Linked DNA regions of Canis lupus: region 1 is linked to region 2. A link is a contact called in public Hi-C data. All regions are on one chromosome and are shown on one strand. The core of a region is the stretch at or near the end of the contact, and the rest is flanking DNA. Distances in the headings are between cores, read along the strand shown. Region 1 has its middle 4.0 kb from the start of SH3BP2. Region 2 overlaps ADD1 (alpha-adducin).

Evidence for each region. Hi-C and Micro-C count contacts between places; a contact is called where the count stands out from the background.
Region 1: a Hi-C map of skin fibroblasts shows a contact between it and region 2, with 2.3 times the contacts expected there. The contact joins two enhancer-like sites. A contact is called at or near these places in 5 of 9 Hi-C or Micro-C datasets (amygdala, blood, liver and 1 more).

The regions. Positions count from the first base shown.
Region 1 is chr3:62,021,509-62,027,965 of UU_Cfam_GSD_1.0, forward strand. No RefSeq gene overlaps it. Among named protein-coding and RNA genes, the nearest start is that of SH3BP2, 4.0 kb to the left of the region's middle. Within about 2 kb of position 4,908, at least 5 of the 20 cell types and tissues checked have an H3K27ac peak or open chromatin away from gene starts, as enhancers often do.
Region 2 is chr3:61,908,665-61,915,434 of UU_Cfam_GSD_1.0, forward strand. ADD1 (alpha-adducin) reads right to left here. Exons shown (of 15, transcript XM_038533206.1): 5 at 4,200-4,280; 6 at 3,826-3,975; 7 at 1,734-1,877; 8 at 1,532-1,630; 9 at 686-862. Among named protein-coding and RNA genes, the nearest start is that of MFSD10, 28 kb to the left of the region's middle. Within about 2 kb of position 3,252, at least 2 of the 20 cell types and tissues checked have an H3K27ac peak or open chromatin away from gene starts, as enhancers often do.

The DNA of each region.
Region 1 (6,457 bases), core at 3,658-6,157, 110 kb after region 2:
GAGACACACACAGAGAGGCAGAGAGAGAAGCAGGCTCCACGAAGGGAGCGGGACTTGGGACTCGGTTCCCTGGTCCCCAGGATCACACCCTGGGCTGAAGGCGGCGCTAAACCGCTGAGCCACTGGGGCTGCCCCTCCTGCAGTACAGTTTTAGACCTTGTTTAAGGGGCGGAGGCTTAGTGGAGGAAGGGGGTTTAGCAAGTCTCCTAGGGGAAGGGCCTTCCAGAGAGGAAGTAGCTCCCCACCCCTTAAGGTAGGCAAAGTGAGCAGTGAAGAGAGTAAAGTGTTCTAGGGAGAGGAAGCAAGGCCTGCAAGCTAGTAGGTGAGTGGAGCCTTCTGGGGAAGGCGTCCATTGCTTAGGGCATGAGGAGCAGGAGGCAAGGCTCATCCCCATGAGGAGTGGGGGTTGGATCCTGGTCCCGGAGCCTGGGAAGCTGTGAGCAGAAGAAGGATGGGACCTGGCTGGAGGCCTGAAGGGCAGTAGAGGGTGAGCGTCACCCCAGTGGGAGTTCAAGATCTGCCTCTCTGTTGCACTGGGCATGACAGCCAGAGTCCAACAGGGAAATGGCTGGACTGGCTGCTCTGAAGGAGGCAGGGATGGGAGCATCCAGAGGCTGGGTTTAGGTCATGCTGAGGCTGAGGTCCCTGAGGGTCCTAAGGAGAGGTAGCCAGGCAAGGTAGGTGCCAGGTTGTAGCTGGACAGAGCTTAGGCACATCACTGTCCTCCTGTCCCAGAGCTGCCTGGCAATGGGTCCCAGGCCCCAGAAAGGGGAGACCTGGCTGCAACAGCTCATGACCCGGCAAGACACATTTGGGGTCAGAAAAGTTACACGGGAGTGTGAGGGGAGTGGGAGAGGCCAGAAAACCAAGTGCCAGGCCCTGAACCCATGCATAGGGGAGAGGCCCGTGTCCACCAGGAGGAGACCAGCATAAAGACAGAACCACTGGAGAGGAGGGGGCAATGTTAGGGAAGGGGTGGCCAGAGGCAAGTAAGTCTATGGGAAAGCCTTTAGCCAACAGGGCTTCAGTTTCTCTATCTGTGAAATGAGGGTGGGGGCCATCTGCTAGAGAGTTGGCAAAAGTTTGGTGGAGGATAGAAGCAAGCAAGGAGCCTAGTACCCCAGCCCTTCAGCCCTCACCGCTGATAGATACTCTCTCTGCTGGCCCAGTACCACCCTCTCTCACCCTGGCCCCCCATCTGTGACTCCACCCACCCACAGCTGAGTCTGGCTCTCCGGGTTGCACATAGACCCCAGAGATTCTGAAATTCTGCCCCTCCAAGCCCACAGAAATGCTGTGGAAGTGACTGGGTCAGCCACCATTAGCATCCCACGTAGTCACTCTTGGAACAGGGCTCCATGTGGAGGAGGCCCAGGGCTGGCTGGGCTGGGCTGGAGCTCCTGATAAAAGTGCTTACCATCTCACAGCTGAACATGTGTGTTTTCTGATGGTTCAGCAGACCAAGTGCCAGCCCTCTGCTGCACCCTGGAGACCCCAAGGTGATATAGGAAAAGCCCCACTCTTGCAGCTCATGGGAAGGAGCAGATACATACACATGTGAGCAGACAACATCTTGTCAACCATGAGTGACCTCTTCCTGGAGTGGGTGGCTGGGGAGGGGGATGGACCGGGAACAGGGTGGAAGAAAGCCAGACATCTGTGCCTCCAGCCAGAGCATGACAGCAGGGGCCAGTTTCAAATGCCACGTTCCCAGGTGACTAATGGCAGAGAGGCCTCATGGCAGAGAGGCCTCATCATCAGGGTCACAGCAAACAGTTGGGACAGACCAAGTGCTCCAGAGATATATCACCTGCAAATGCACATCCGCCTCTGTGTGTGCAGGGCATATCAGCCAAATGGGGAACAGCAGGCAGCCTCCACCTTGGAGAGAATCGAAAACTCACCTTGCTGTTGTCCTTCCTCCACAGCATAAGCCAAGCCTTGGGGAGAGAGGGCATCCTGGCTGGACCTCAGCGCTGCTCAAAGCAGCCTGTCAAGCCAGGGAGTACAGGAGGCAGAGGTCAGAGGAGCTGGGCCCTCAGGGGGTTTCCACAGGAGCCAGCAGGACAGTCACAGGTAAGAAGGAGGCTCTCGACTGCTGGGGAAAGTGTTCAGGCAGGCTGGCCCGGCTCTGAAGGTGAGCAGAATGAGGCAATGAGCTCTGGGTGGCCAGGGGGAGGATGGGGCAGGCCACCGCAGAGCACAACCATATGAAAGGCCCACAAGTGACTCCTGAACTGCACTCAGCGGGGGAGGGCCAAAGAGCAGGGCTAGTCCCTCTGCCACAGCCATCAAGAGGGTAGCCATGGCTGCTGACTTGGTGGGCTGTGCCAGGGCCCAGCACATCTAGAGCAGCTGCAGTCTAGGGGTGGGGTGCGGGGCAGGACTTTGATAAGATTAAGATGGAGTGGGAGGGGGCAAGATCTGCCACCAGCCCAGGGGTCATCCCCCTTCCCAAAGCCTTGGAGCTGCATGAATCCTGACCCTTCCTAAAGTCATGTCACCAGTGCCAGCCTCTGTGCTGACCACCAGGCTTGGCACAGACTTGCCAGGCTCATGATCCAAGGCCCACTCACCATCTCTGCCTGGATATCGCCAAGCATCTCAGGTTTAACACATCCAAAAGCAAGCCCTTCATGTCCTCTGCCCTCCCCATCTCCAGCCTGTGCTTACCCTGTCTGCCTAGAATCCTGCCCCCTCTCAGACCCTACCATACCATCCTCACTCATCTGGTCTCCTGTTCCTGTCCTTGCTTTGCAATATCCGATGTCAGAGGGATTCAGTCACAATGCCAGTTAGATCATGATCCCTCTCTACTCTGGAGCTTCCCAGGGCAAATGCCTGACTTCTCACTGTGGGCATGGACCTGTACAACCCTTCTGTTCTCTCCGAGCACCTCTCCCTGCAAGTGCCCACCTCCAGGAGCCACACTCGCCTTCTGGCTGCTGGGGAAAGAGCCCAGTAAAGAAGGTTGGGTCTCCCACACACCAGGCACATTCCCACCCCAGGGCCTTTGCACTTGCTGTTCCTTCTTAGATGATTCTGACCCCAGATTTCTGTATGGCTCACCTCCTCACTTCCCTCAGTCTCTGTTTTAGCTCCACATTCTTAGATAGTGCTCTCCTCATTTCTCATTTCTCTTTTTAAAGCTGCCCACCATTATGCTCTCTCCCTGCCCATCCTTCTCTGAACCCTTATGTGTGTATATATATATATATATTTTTTTTTTTCTTCCCCTTCCCCTAAACCCCTATGTATTTTTATTGATTCTGGTTGGACCTCACCTGGAGTATCATCTTACAAGGCTGGGACCAGGCATCCTCCTTCCCCAGGGCTTCAGTGCCCTCTGTTACAGAGTAGATGCTCAATAAGTGGTTGATGGATGAGCAGACGAAGGCCTCAAGGGACAGCAGGAAAGGGCAAGTTTACGCAGCTGCTCACCTGGGTGCCCATATCCAGAGGACCCTGGAAGCATCAGCCTCCTCTCCCAGCCCAGCCCCAGGAGCGGCCCTATTGTCATGCCAGGTACCGCCTCACCAGGCTGGCTGTGGGCTGTGGCTGACACCCTGGCAGGCTTACTCCTGGGCCAGGCCAAGGCTGATGGCTGTAGCACTGTACCCTCTGGCAATTTAGCTCCTAGGCGGGAACATGGGGAACCAGTGTCCACCCCATTCTCCTATCCCCCAGGTGAGAGCATTTGGAGCCACCCTGGGCAGGCCCCTGGCCACATGGCCCAGCAGGTGAGGAAGAGGCAGTGATGCTGGGAGGGTGTGTTGATTGCTGGGCTCTTCCAGGGGTCATTCACAGTATGTGCCTGACAAGGGGACAGGCTGGGCAGGAGCTGTCTGCCTTTGGCTCCAGGCCATTTCTGAACCTCCGGCAGGGCCTCCAGTGCTCCCTCACACTGCTTTGCCCTGGGTGGAGGTGGGGATGTCTTTTCCTTTGCTGGAAACAGGGGGACAGCAGTAGAGTGGGAACCAGGGCTGGAGGATGGCAATATAGGCAGCAGAGGTTTACAGGATGCCTGTGTGCTGGGAAGAGATGGGGAGTCTCATTGAGACTCCAAACCAGAGCTCCCAAGCTGGTTTCCCCACTGCCTCCTCACCCTCCTGCATCCGTCCTGAGGACCCAGCTCAGTATCCCTGTCCCAGTCACTAGAGTTCCTGTCCAGATACCCACCCACATCTCAGCCCCCACCTGCCCCATTGCATAGAGCTCGCTGGACTTCCTGGCTCGCACTCCCTCCAGGCAGGGACCCTGGGGGGAGGTCTTGTTGGCCAGGTCTGTATCCCCAGAATCATCCAGAACAGGGCCATGCTCAGAGGCTGCCCTCAGCAGGTGGCACTGTCTGTGGGCCTCTGGGTGGGCCACCAGGATGAGTGCCTGGATGGTGCTCTGCTGCCCCCCGGGCCCTGGCATGGCCATATGAGACAGGGTGTAGGTTGATAGAGTCAGAGAAGCCTTTCTGGGGATGACAGAACCGAGTGGCCCTGGTAGCCTGGAGGGCTCTCCTGGAAAATGGAGTGCTGTGGGCTGTGGGCCTTCCCTGCCCATCTACCTGCCCTCCCCAAGTGGGCTGCACCCTGCCAGCAGCCACCAACAGTGTCCCCCAAGGCCAGATTGGCTGCTGTTTGCCCTCCCAGGGGTTTGTTTGGGTGAATTTTCCACAGAGAATAACAGTGTCAGGCTGGCCCCATTAAGACATTCTATTTTAAGACACCAACCCCACCGGTAGAGGAGGTAGGGCCCACGCACAGACTCTTGTTTCTATTTTTGTATCCAACCACGCCTGCTTTCAGCCCCCGGAGCCCAATTTGGAACTTGAAAGTGGCCCATTCTATTCTCGTCCCACTTCCGGCCTTCGTAGTGTGGAGGAGGTGGGTGTCTGTACACATGGAGCCTTCTCTCTCCACCTCTTCAACCCCTCCTCTGAAGCTCCTACACCCTGCCATCCACGTGACCTCCTGGAAGGCCCTGGGCTCTGGCAGGGGAAGCCCATGGGGCTTGGGAAGGGGAAGCTGTGGCCCTCAGGGCGGGAAGCCTCCTGGAACCCCTGGCAGGCCCCACCTATCAGCCCATCCAGGGTGAGGGGACATCCAGTCCTCCTCTGCCAGCAGTGGACAATGGGATGAAGTGGGATAGTGAAGCCTTTCTCCTCCACCAGAGGTGGGAGGAATAAAGGTGAGCCTGGGCAGGCTCCAAGGGCTGCCCTCCAGGCCCTGACTCAGCAAGAATGAAGGGGAGAGTTGCCCAGCCAGGCTCCCAGAGCTTCCTGCCCAGCTGGGCCCCTCGCAGGTTCTGGGAGAGCCTACAGCCCCCTGCCCCAAGGTGAGGATGGAGGATCACTCCTTTCACCTTTCCAGTCATCCACTCTCAAGAGTGGACTCTGGCCTCAACTCCCACTCTCAGGGGCACCCCCAACATTGGTGGGCAGTTCTAAGGCTCCCAGATGCTGGCCTGGGTACACCACCCCCTGACCAATCAGCCAAACTGATGTCACGGTGCCCACCTGTGTTCCCATCCCCCACCCCCAGGCTGAGGCAGAGTGCCCTGGGCCCCAGGCTTAGCGCCAGCCAGTGCCCATCACAGCAGCTTAGAATGGCTCAGGCCCAGGGTGCACGGCTTCTGAGCCCCCTGCCCAAACTGCCTTTCGGCTGGCCTTGCACAGTAGTGGGACTGGGAGAAGATGAACATGGACCATCCACAGTGGTCTTCTGAGCAGTGTCCAGGTGGAACTGGCTGTGAGAGGGGTGGTGGGGCAAAGGGGAGAATCCAGGGACTCCAAGAACCGCAAGGCTACTATCTCACAGGGAAGCCAGGTTAGCATGCTAGGAGGGCCAGGAGGGGAGTGAGGAGTAGGGTCACTGGAGGCATAACCGAACCAGGCCCTGTCAGGGGGGCACCAAGGCCTTCCTGGAGCCCCTGCTCATATCCCTTATTCCAACTCATCCTGCAGCCACTGCAGATGGCACCGAGCCCCATTATCAGATACAAAACCCGGTGCTCTCAGGAAGTCTGGCGGCAGAACCTGTGTGCCTGCTCCCACAGAACCGCACAGAGATACAAGGTTGCTGGGGTTTTTTCTGTTTCATATTGCAAAAAGTTAAGGGTGGTGTTTATCTCAACTCATTCACAGATAGTGTTAGAATGCCTGGCTAACCATTAGAGAAAGAAAGAGATCCTACCTTCCATCTTAAGCCAAAATAAGTTCCACCCAGATCAAAGGCTTAACATGTGAGAGAGAAAAAGAAAGAAAAAGAAGAAAGAAAGAATGAAAGAAAGAGAGAAAGAAAGAAGAAAGAAAGAAAGAAAGAAAGAAAGAAAGAAAGAAAGAAAGAAAGAAAGAAAGAAAGAAAGAAAGAAAGAAAGATAGATATGAGGGGCACCTGGGTGGCTCAGGGGTTGAGCATATGCCTTTGACTCAGGGTGTGATCCTGGGGTCCTGGGATCGAGTCCC
Region 2 (6,770 bases), core at 2,002-4,501:
CCAAACCGCTGCGCCACCCAGGGATCCCAATTTTACCTACTCTTTGAGGTCATTTCCAAGTGCCACCCACATAGTTTCCCCCGATCCCTGCCAAAGGAGGAGACTGCTCACTGAACCCTCTAGCACAGACTGCACCCTGCTGGGTACCACCCAAACATCCCAATTATGCTGTAACACCAGGCCCAGTTTCTGTGTTGTGCTGGGCTCCGGGTCACTGCACCATGGGAAAAGGGTCTCCCACACAGTAAATCAGCAGCAAATGTCTGTGGAACACAGTAGTCAGGCCACACGTGGCTAGAACTTGCTGTTAAAAAGCAAAACGTGGCTAGCTTCCCCACCCCCATCCCATGGCTTGTTTGTGGGAAGATGGGTACTGAGCTGACTGCTGCTCCAGGAGCCAGTTACCCAGTAGTCCACTTCAGAGCAGAGCAAGCTCTGTGCTCTTGCCCCCACCTCATCCAAAGGAGATTCCTTTTGAACCACACAGGAACACAAGAAACCCTCCTCTTTATATTTTACAGTGACTTAGCTTCGGAGTTCAATTACCCTGGTGCTTCTGTATGATTTTTGAGGGTGAAAGCATTCAGATACTGCATGAAGACAGCAATTTTACTTGCTATAAAAACACCAACACTGCTGCTTTCAGAACAAAAGCTTTACCATCATGTGGTAGCAACATTCTTACCAGATTATCGAGCATCCGCATGAGGGCTTCAAACTCCTGCTCGCCAATCTGCCACTTGGGAGGTGAGCCGGTGCCCTCCCCTGCCGGGGACCCCGGGGAACGGGATTTGGCTTTGTACTTGCCAGGATCCAGGAGAACTAAGTTGTCTGGCCCTCCTGCACTGGCCAGAGTTCGAACCTTTTCAAAACAAGCAAACAGTATAGTTTGAGTTCCTTACTGAGGGCAAGACAATCAGATCAGCTGACTACAAGAGATTACTCAAACAGAAACCAAATTTCTAAGAGTGTAAGAATGAAAAATGCAGGATGGACAGCAACAGGCTATCCATATACAAGGTCACTTTTGAAAGTTCTTTAGAAAACAAAAATACTACACGCTCATGCTTGGAAGGAGCCTGAGGACTTGCAGGACTGCTCAGATGTATGTCAAGTTACCATCAGGGAGTACACACTTGGGGTTGAGCAGAGCTGGCTCGGTGTCACCCACCACCACAGGACAGTGGGTAAGTCTCTCCTTCTCTGTACCTGCTTTTCCACGAACAGTGTCATGGGGGGGCACACGTAAATAAAGCACCTGATACCAGGGCTGGCACACACTAGTACTCCATAAATGGTGGTGACTCATGTATTTGAATAATACAAAACTAAAAACAAAAAGTCCAGTAATCATTTGATAACTTAAATCAGTGAAAGGGCATTTGCTCTGGTCAATATTCAAATCCACTAGGCTCATCTCGGACAAAGAGGTTAGCAAAGACTCATTCCTACAAAACAAGTATCAAAAATCAACAAGAACCCTGCAAACACTCAGAGAAGCCACAGGCTGCAGAGGGAGGCTGCCGCCTACCTGGATCTCACATGCGACCACCAGGTTATGGATGTAGTAGAAGGCCTCCTCAACGCTCTCTCCGACAGACACCAGCCCGTGATTCCGGAGAATAAGAACCTGCCAGGAAATACGAAAGCTCGAGGGAGCTACACAAGAAGACTGCTACTTTGACTTTTTTCTTTCTTCTACAAATTAAGCACCAGATTAGATGCCTACTGACCTTGCTTTTAGGCCCCAAATTTTTCTGAATTAATACTTTTTCCTCCTCATCAACCAGAATCCCATGATAATCATGGTAAGCCACTTCTCCAAGGGAAAGTGCCTCTGGGGAGATTGGCAAGAGGCCGCATTTCATCGCAGAGACCTAGAGAACAAGCAGTCACCATGAATGAAGGCAAAGTGACAGCCACACACTGATGATGTAGCAAATGCTTTCCTCAAAGAAATGAAAGGGAACATATTTCATTCCGTTCTCTTCTCAGAAATAAATAAAACTATAAACTTAGGATGAACCTTACTTGGGGGGCTAACTAACACTTAAAAGTCAAAGGCATTGCTTGCTACCCTGGGAGAGCCTCAGAAGAAACTCCACAGCTTTCTGGACTTCTCCCACACTGATCATGACCCTGTATGAGCTCAGGCTTCACGCCAAGACAAGCCAGGCCCTACAGTTCCCTTTGAGTGAGTCATGACCCTGCAAAGAGAGGTTTTAGAAATGCTGTAAGGTTCTGATGCACTTTTCCTCTAAGGATGCAGGTGAAATTGAAACCTGAAATGTAGATAAACGCCAATTTCTGAAGTTTACAATAATCATGCTTCCTCTACTGAAGTAAAACAATCTAAGTGTTCATATAACCCTTAAGTTTCCTTAACTTTCCCAAACTGAACTTAAAACATGTTAATTTTGAAGGTTTTCTACCTAGACTAACAGGCTCCAAAGATTTCAACAGCACTCACAGGGGAACAACTGCACACAAAGGTGCAACTAAAAGACTCAAAAAAGACGCCACATTTAATCCCTTTCATGGCATCAGCCCTCCTGGGAAAAGAACTTTCCAAGTGAAGTGATTTGGTATGTTTTAAAACAAATTACATGGTAAGCTGTTTGCAACCATATTCTCAAAGGTACCTCTACTGGTTCGTTAAAATGCATGGACTTTTTTTGTGGTTGAAAGAACATGCTTTTTTTTTTTTAGAAAAAAAATTCAGAAAATGATGGAGCTAATAAAATAAAACTCATGTGGACATTTAGAACCACATGTTCAAAATTAAAAAAAAAAAAGCCAGATAGATCTAACATTCATTAAAATAACCCAATATATATGACATTAAAACATCAAGATAGATTAAAATTCACCATTACTGAATCCACAAGGTCATGTGTGGTATAGTCGTCATGGTTCCCTGTCACATGACTGTACCAACAACCGGAATCGCGTTTTCATGCTGGGAGGTGTGGGCTGCTGGCACCAGAAGGGCCTGGGCTTTGTGACCAGGCTGAGGCAGGCTCTGGGCTCCAGGCTTGGAGGCCAGATCTCCTAACAGCTATGTATAAGGGTTGTGCCTTCTCCTTGCAACAGCCCCTTCCTTCCTATCTTGACCCAGCCTGGGCGTCTGCTGGCTCTATGCAGACATCTAAGGGCCTCTACGCCTCAATCTCTCCCTCCCATACCTGGCTCTTCCCCACAGTCCATCAGCAGGCTTAGGTTTCCTGCATCCCCCAGGCCTTCCCTGAGCCCACAGCACCCTCACCCCGCAGTCTGCCTGAGCCCCTCTCTTCCTCCTGTCCTACCCTCTTCCCAGACGAGGTGTCTGTGCAGTCTCTCTGCAGATCCCAGCAGTCTTCTATACCCTGAAGTCTGACCTCACCCTCAGCATGCTGATTTTCTATTAAGTCTAGTGGACACTTTCAGACTCACACAGGTTTTCCAAAAACTAGATAGCGTATGGACCCCTTAAAAGAAAAGAAAAAAATTTTTAAGATGTTATTTATTCATGAAAGACACAGAGAGGCAAAGACCTAGGTAGAGGGAGAAGCAGGCTTCCCGCAGGGAACCTGATGTGGGATTTGATCCCGGGACCCCAGGATCATGCCCTCATCCGAAGGCAGATGCTCAACCACTGAGCTACCCAGGCGTCCCCAAAAAAATTCTTTTAAGAAAGTCAAACTTAGTTAAAAAAAAAAATACTTTACTCCAACAAAATTGGCTTATTGACATATTGCCTCAAGAGAGCACAATTATAAGGAAATGTGAAGTGCCTTCCACTAAATAATTTTAAAATCGGAGTTGCTACCAGAGCAGCACACTCACCGCAGCTCCTGCTGGTATATGAATATGCACAACACACTTCACATCTGGTCGCGCAGCATAAATGGCAGAGTGTAACACGAAGCCAGCTTGATTTACTCCTAGGTTAGTACTTCCACGATCTACTACATCTCCTTGTAAATTGATTTTAACCTGAAAATACGCAAATAAAAAATTTAAATGTCGAGGATTTCAAATTACCTTTCTAAGAAATTATTTAAACCAAAGTTTTAAGTGTTTATAACAAATTCTAAAGCTTTTTTCTGAATTTATCACACAAAACATAAACTTATTTTTCATTCTGGGATTGAAAGGTGTTTAATTATCGACTATGGCCTAAACACACATGATGCCCAAGAGGAAAAGGATATTCTTACCAAACTGGATGCAGTCACTTCACTATAGAGAAGTCCAAAGGGAACAATGAGGAAATGTTCCTGCTCGGAGCTCACTCTGGTCTGTAAGAAAAATTACTGACTCAGCTAAAAAATCCAATTGAAATTATTTGCATCTCTTTCCATCCACAAACTCTACTGTGCACATTCAGTGAACTACAGAGGAAAGCACGTAAGTAACAGTGCCTGTCACAGAATCCAGAGGTACTGGAAACTTTCTACCATTGCAGGTAGTAACTTCTCAGGTACAGAAAGTGCACACTGGTCACATTCATGACAACAGACTTTATAAATAAAATACTTGGTGGCTACCAACACAGTATCACATGAAACCAAAACCTGCAGGATAGTGAACGATCACAACGACAAACAGGGAGTCCCTCCTTATTGCCTGGTTGATTTCAAAAAGTCTCTACCACACCACATCATTGTGCTCACAACCAGTTGGCTCCTTCCTCAATCACTTCCTGTCCACAATTCATTCAGTACAGACGTGGCACATACTATGTACCTGCTAGATGCAGGTACTAAGTGCTAGATGCCAGTAACACAATAGAACAAAAGAGTCCTGCCCTCCAAAAATCAGTTTAGTTTTTTTATTTTATTTACTTGACAGAAAGAGAAAGAGCGAGAGAGCGAGGGAACACAAGCAAGGGGAGGGGCAGGGGGAGAGGGAGAAGCAGGCTCCCGGCTCAGCAGGGAGCCCGACTCAGGACTGGATCCCAGGACCTTGGCATCATAACCTGAGCTGAAGGCAGCTGCTCAACCAAGTTACCCAGGCACCCTGAAGTGTAGTTTTTATGATGATTTTGGGAGACATTATATTAGCAGGTGTTCACTGCTTGGGCAAAGAACCCCAATGGGGGTAGGGCAGGTAGAGTGAAGTGTTCGTGGAAAAGGACTTACAGTGTTTGGCCCAACTTCCCAACTGGTGTAGTGACTTCTGTAATGACCCAAACAGAAGCACATATGGGGTCTGCTGGGCAGGGGTGGTGATGGGACGCTCACCACGTCCTCTCTGCCTCCGCATTTCCTCATTCAGCAAAGAGTCACTGAACCACCAGCTCCAACACAGGGGCTGGGGTACAGACGGAAATAAAGCTAGAGACCTGGTCATCAAACATTCTCTCTCACACTGAGCAGAAATCTGTCTTCCTGAGTTTTTCATCATTCTTTCTAGTATGCAACACAGAACAAACTCAATCCACCACTTCTACAATTTAGTTCTCAGATACCTGAAATGATCCTACCTTCTCATGTCACCTTCGTCTAAACCCATGTGATTTGCTTGGCATAGTACGACGCAGATCCACAATCATGTAAGACCTTAGTGAAATCCTAGCTCTGCCAAGTAGGGGGCTATGCTGCTTTGGGGACCCTGGCTTCCTGGTCTCCTTCCCCCAGGGTAAGGAGGGGATGATAAGAGCTCACACTCACCATAAAGAGAAAATGGCATCTCCCCAGGAGGACTATTATTAGTGATAGTAGGAGCAGCAGCAGTAAATCACGAATGAGCCTGTTCTAAATTCACCTCCATGATATATTCACCTCCATGATATCCATTCACTTAACCCCATTCTCTGCTCTTAGTTTGTTTCAAAAATGCACATGTGGTTTCTACCCTTTCTGAAAATATTTTCCCATTAACAGTGAGTTAGTCAGGCTTATTTCTAAAGTTTGTTCTTGTATTTTAAAAAGCATGGGATCCCTGGGTGGCACAGCGGTTTGGCGCCTGCCTTTGGCCCAGAGCGTGATCCTGGAGACCCGGGATCGAATCCCACGTCGGGCTCCCAGTGCATGGAGCCTGCTTCTCCCTCTGCCTGTGTCTCTGCCTCTCTCTCTCTCTCTGTGACTATCATAAAAAAATAAAAAAATAAAAAAAAAACAAAAAAATAAAAAGCATGCATCTTTTTAACTATCTAAAACAAAACTAACAGGCACCTGGGAGGCTCAAACAGTGAAGCATCTGCCTTCAACTCAGGTCACAATCCCAGGGTCCCGGGATGCAGCCCCACATTGGGCTCCCTGCTCAGCATGGAGTCTGCTTCTCCCTCTCCCTTTGCCCCAGCTCACACTCGCTCTCTCTCAAATAAATCTTAAAAAAAAAAAAAAGAGCCTAGCAAATCTACATATTCTAATGGAAAAAGCTTAAAATCTATAATTTTCTGAGTCTGAAGCAAAAAAAAGGAAAAAGTGCTGAGGCACCTGCATAGCTCATTTGGTTAAGCATCTGACTCGTGATTTCTGCTCAGGTCATGATCTCAGGCCTGTGAGAACAGACCCACATCAGGCTCTGTGCAGAGTGTGCAGCCTGCTTAATTTTCTCTCTCTTCCTCTTCTGCCTTTCCCTGCCTCTCCCCTCCCTCCACATGCATACTCTCTCTCTAAAATAAATAAATATTTAAAAAATAAAGGTAAAGGTACTAAATATAGGTATGAAGTGAAACAAGAGCAAAGGATCTCTGCAAGTGAGTTTCCAACAGGCTGGTGCTACCCTCAATGCATGTCTTCCTACACACCAGACGCCCCTTGCCTGTCCACAAGGACTGAGCA